Regions from separate parts of the Sus scrofa genome. Here region 1 is linked to region 2. Evidence: chromatin contacts called from public Hi-C data. All regions are on one chromosome and are shown on one strand. The core of a region is the stretch at or near the end of the contact, and the rest is flanking DNA. Distances in the headings are between cores, read along the strand shown. Region 1 holds the start of PPP2R1B (serine/threonine-protein phosphatase 2A 65 kDa regulatory subunit A beta isoform). Region 2 holds the start of LOC110255430.

Region 1 (2,700 bases), core at 188-2,687, 300 kb after region 2:
ATTCTTTAAAAAACAGTGAACGTTTTGGAGTTCCCATCATGGCACAGGGGAAACGAATCCGACTAGGAACCATGATGCTGCAAGTTCGATCCCTGGCCTGGCTCAGCGGGTTAAGGATCTGGCTTTGCTGCGAGCTGTGGTGCAGACTGCAGATGTGGCTGGGATCTGGCATTGCTGTGGTATAGGCTGGCAGCTACAGCTCCGAATAGACCCCTAGTCTGGGAACCTCCATGTGCCACGGGTGCATCCCTAAAAAGACAAAAGACAAAAAAAAAAAGTGAAAGTTTTGAAAGCCACTAGAAAATAGAAATGCCCATGCCTTTCTTCAAAGAGTCACATACCTGTAAGGAATGGCAGCAGTTCAGTTCGCGTTCTTTCTACTCCAAGTGCTAGAGCAATTGTTGATAATTTCTTAATACTGTTGAGACGGAGCTTTAAAAAAGAAAGGAGAAGCAGGTGTGATATTGAGCAAAAGACAATAATTGCAAACAGGTGAGTTATGACATACAGGTGAGAATGAAGACTTCAATTTAGGTTTTTATTCTAAGAACCTCAAAACAGTGGAACAAGCCTTCATTAGGCAAAGGACAACTTCTCAGAAGAAACACTCTGTGAGGCCCATTAAAGAATAAAAGAAAACACAATATCCAGAAAAGTGAGACGATTTTACAAAGAACTTCGGCAGTAATGAAGCAGGTGAAACGGTTGAGTACAACCCCTGCCTTTTCAAAGAAAAGTTCCACCTGAGTTGACACATCGCCTCCTTTAGTTAGTTAGCGATCCCACCTAATCTCTACCCTACACGCCCAGCCGGTTTCCAGCAAGCCCCAAGAAAGTCATACATTCAGCTGCACTTATCAGGACGCCTTGGCATCCCTGCAGCCCGCTGAGGCCCCTCGCACCCCGCGCCTCCCTCCTCCCACTCGCTCGGCTACAGGGCCAGCCGGCCCCGGGGCTGGATGCGGCGTTCCCAGCGCCCGGCCCGGAAGGGGCGCCCCGGCGAGAAGCCGGTCCTCCCACAACCGCTCCCAACCGGGTGCGACGCCGGGCCGACGCCTCGGCGGGTCGGGAAAAGGTGCTGGAGAGATTCCCAGCCCGTCGGGTCGAGCCACAAGAGCCCCTCAGGGATCTTTCTCCTCCTCCCCGTCAAGTTTCTGCGCCGAGTCCCAGCTTTCAATCCCGGGCCTCCCCAACCACAGGGCCTGCCTTACCCCTTCCCTACCCCGCGCCCGGCCGGGCCCACGTCCGCTCCCCGGCCCGACTCGAGTACCTGCACGTCCTCATTGCGGAGCTCGTCGATTAAAACAGCGATCGGGTATAGTGAATCGTCTCCATCTCCACCCGCGGCCACCGGGCCGGTCCCGGGGGCCGCCGCGCCCGCCATGTTCTTTCTCCTCCGGCTGGTCGCCGCCGCCCGCTTCGCGCCCAAGCCCCGCCCCGCGACAAGGGCCCGCCCCGCAACCAGGCCCCGCCCTGCGCCCGGAGAGGCGGGGCTAAGGCCCGAGCTCCAGCTCCGCCCAGGTGGGGCAACTGAGTTCCACCTGGGCTGGTGGAGGCTCCATCCTGGCCCCCGTGGCTGGAGCCGTATGCCTGAATTCCAGAAGATAGGTGGGCTGAGAAAGCGAAAGGGGCCCCCGTGTCCTTTCCGCAGTCGAAAGAAACAGGGGCAGGGATTCATCCTGCTCGCAGTGGTCTGAAGGCGTCAGGGACCTACCAACGTGATCTGTGCTGTGCCCTCTTGGGACTAAGGCGGACCAAAGAGGATGCCCAAATCCAGGAGGAAGAAATATTTGGCGCCTCCCCTGACTTCATCCTGGCCCCGAGCCACTTGAGTCTCCAGCCCTAATTTCCCCACTATCCTCAAGCTTCCACAAAACCCCTCCACCTCTTCCTTTGGCCTGTGAGCCAGAATTGTATCTGGCTCCTGCTCCGTAAGACAAATAACGCGGGCGGTGAGAGAAAATGAACAGTGCTATCCAAACTCCCCAGTCAATATTTTTTCCACTTTCTCCATGCAAGCTGTTGAAAACATGCTGCTCTCTTGTTTTTGTGTTTCTTTTCAGTTTGGTACTGGAATGGTGCCTTCTGTTGTATTTTCTTCCTCCCATTTTTTAGGTCTTTAGCATGCTAGAAGTACAACAATCAAGCAAAACTAGGACAAGCTTTAATCCTTCCATATTGGGTGGACTGGCTACTTTGCTTGAACAAGAGAGGCTAAATTGACCTCTCTAGAACTCCAAGAGTCCTCAAAGGCAGCAGTGGGAGGAGGTGAGGATATGGGAGTTCTTACAAAACAGCGGGAAGTTTCCATTTACCCTTGTTCTGGCAGCATGGAATAACTAGAATGTTCCTGTCTTTTTTTGTTTTGGACAATAATTTAAGCAGCTTAGAGTCTAGCTACCTATGGTGATCATAAGCTGAAATGGTATTTCTATGTGTTTAATTAAAAAACTAAAATTATCAATAAATGTAATTGAGGAGACCTTTTTTTTTAAATATGGGGTTGGTGGAAGGAAACACAGTAGACAGGCTTTTGATGGTAGTGAAAGTTTGGGAACGAACAGATATCGGAACAATAATTATCAAATTAGGTTTGGGGATGTATTTTCTAGGGTTTTAATTTTGTTTTCATTTTGATAATTATTTTTAGATTCGCATAACTGGTCTGGATTCTTTGGATAACTACTTTACAACCCAGTG
Region 2 (2,700 bases), core at 23-2,522:
CTGGGCAGCAGGAATCAATTAAGAATTTTGAGCAAAAGAGGAGTTCCTGTTGTAGTGCAGCAGAAATGAATCTAACCAGTTGGAGCACTGGCCTCACCAGTGGGTCGAGAATCCGGCATTGCTGTGAGCTGTGGTGTAGGTCGCAGAGGCAGCTCAGGTCCCACATTGCTGTGGCTGTGATGTAGCCAGCAGCTGCAGCTCCGATTCGACCCCTCGCCTGGGAACTCCATATGCCCTGGGTGCGGACCTTAAAAAAGAGAGAGAGAGAGAGAGAATTTTGAGCAAGGGAGAAAACTTGGTAAGATGTTTATGTTTACTCTAGCAATAAGGTGGAAGACAGAGATGGATTGGAAAGGTGAAAGCTCCAGAGAGGCTGTGAGAATGGTCCAAACAAGAGACGATGAGGCGCTCCCTAACCCAGCTAGGAGCAGGGCGCGTCCTCCTCTCAGAGTCTTCAGAAAGGGTGTTTCTCCATCAGTCTCCCCTTTCCTTCACATTGCTCACGACGCACCTTGCAGATTCAGTGTCACAGCCTGAGCTGGGCCCGGAAGGCGGCTCCCCAACCCACCTTCAGGAAGCATCAGCAGGGCTACAACCTAGACGCCTACGCCTCCCCAAGCACTCAGATAACATCCATTAGGAGAGGCCGACCACACCAAGACTCAGACACCCTCAGGGTTAAGGGAGGTCATGGTGAGTGACGGGCTTTGGGCTGGAATCTCAGAGGTGCCCCCAAATCCAACTGGCCAGCTCAAGCTTCCTTGCTCATCCTCTTAGATGAATTATTATTCCACTTCTCTTCACTCACTCATTCATTCACTCAGTAAATGTTGATTGAGTAGCCACTGTGTGCCAGACATGGCCAGATTCTAGGAGCACACAGCATAGAATAAGACAGAGACATCTAAATACAAACTTTCCTGTTGTAACACAGTGGGTTAAGAATTTAACGGCAGCATAGAGTTCCTGTCCTGGCTCAGCAGAAACCAATCTGACTAGCATCCATGAGGACCCAGCTTCAATCCCTGGCCTCGCTCAGTGGTCAAGGATTTGGTGTTGCTGTGAGCTGTGGTATAGGCCGTCAGCTGCAGCTCTGATTCAACCCTTGGCCTGGGAACCTCCATGCCGCAGGTGCAGCCCTAAAAAGACACACACACACAAAAAGAATCCGACGGCAGCAGCTCAGGTTGCTGTGGAGGTGTAGCTTCAATCCTCAGCCCTGCACAGTGAGTTAAAGGGTCCAGCGTTGCTGCAGCTGTGGCATAGGTCACAGCTGCAGCTCAAACTCAATCCCTGGTCCAGGAATTTCCATATGCTTCAAGTGTGGCTGTAAAAAAGTTAGGAAACGACCGGTTCTTCCAGAGGAGGCCTTATGTGTCACCCTGAAGGGTTTCACCTTCTACCCTTGCTACCTAAAGTGTGGGCCTCAGAGAGTGGCAGTTTGTTCTTCTCAGCCTTCAAGGTGATTGTGAACTACCTGGGGAATCTTCTGCCACAATAGGTGGGACCTGGAATTTTGCATTTCTAGCAAGTTCTTTGGCAAAGCCAATGCTGCTCTTCCAAAGCCCACACTTTCAGTAGCCAGACTGTGAGGACCTGAGGAGGATGATATGTGGGGAACCGTAGGGAAACTCGTATTTGCATTTCAGGGGGGTAACCCTGCTTCCCCACCCCCCACAGGGGGGAGCTGGGAGGCTGATGAGCAGGTGGACCTGGAGGGCTTTGACACAGAAACCTTCTTTGGGATTCTGCTCAAGCAGTCTCTGTCGGTGACAACCAAACTCGGCCAGACCAAGGAGGAGGTGAGTGGAGAAGCTGGGGAAGCCAGAAGGGCCAGAAGCGAATTTGCCTCGGGGAAAGTTGGTGAGGGGACTTAGGGCTTAAAGAAACCCTCAGTGTATCCATAATGAACCAGAAAAAAAATATATCTTTTAGGACGGGAGATAGAAGATTTCAGATTAAATTTAGGACCGATTTTTTTGAGACCTAGGGACTCAGATCACTGGTGGGAATCTATCCAAGCCGCCTCAGGCATCTAAGACCCCCCCTTCCCCCCCTACCCCCCTTCTTCTCCCCTCCTCCCTTCCCCCGTCTCCTTGCCCCCCAACCCCCGCTCCTGATCCGGTGACCCATCTGGGTGAGCAAATGCAGGCCAGTAGGTGCATTTGGGAGCAAAAAGAGCTCCCAAATGCAGTAGCTCTTGGGAGCAAAAAGAGCACACCTGAAATCCAAGTTTCTAAGCTGGATCGGAGGTTCCCCAGTAGGACGATGCAAGCTGGGTCCTGCCCTCTGGGACTAGTCCTAGTGTGAGGGCACTTGGTCCTCTGGGGTCCCTCCACAAACTGGCAGCAGGGGGCGCTGCAACCACTGCCGCGAATGAGGCTGGACGCCCTCTTGCAGCTCAAAGTCCTCTGCCTCAAACTTGCGAACCAAGCCCAGGCCCTCCAGCAGCTGTGGGGAGCTGAGCGTCGCATCCCAGCCTCCAACGGCCAGCTTCTGGAGAGCCCCCAGGGGGAGCGGCGACAGGTTGGCTGTGTTCGCGCTTTCCATCTGGTCCCTGGGGCCACATACGGCTCTTCCTCCCTCACTGTGGGTGCCCCCACATCATCGGTTCGATCTCCAGGGCCCCGGGGGTTTTAGCCCCACCCCTTCCGCCCCCTCTGCCACTGCCGCCACGCCCACACCCAGTGCGCCACACCT

The links. A called contact is a pair of places that touch in the nucleus more often than the background predicts.
Region 1: a Hi-C map of embryonic fibroblasts shows a contact between it and region 2, with 11 times the contacts expected there. The contact joins the promoter of PPP2R1B here to the promoter of LOC110255430 in region 2. A contact is called at or near these places in 4 of 47 Hi-C or Micro-C datasets (embryonic fibroblasts, retroperitoneal adipose tissue and subcutaneous adipose tissue).

The regions. Positions count from the first base shown.
Region 1 is chr9:39,516,068-39,518,767 of Sscrofa11.1, forward strand. It overlaps PPP2R1B (serine/threonine-protein phosphatase 2A 65 kDa regulatory subunit A beta isoform), which reads right to left and starts at 1,438. Exons shown (of 17, transcript XM_005667316.3): 1 at 1,271-1,438; 2 at 342-432. The coding sequence starts at 1,384.
Region 2 is chr9:39,221,099-39,223,798 of Sscrofa11.1, forward strand. LOC110255430 reads left to right here and starts at 1,273. Exons shown (of 19, transcript XM_021062764.1): 1 at 1,273-1,802; 2 at 2,401-2,526. The coding sequence starts at 1,611. It overlaps LOC110255557, which reads left to right. Exons shown (of 7, transcript XM_021063947.1): 7 at 519-963. The coding sequence ends at 701.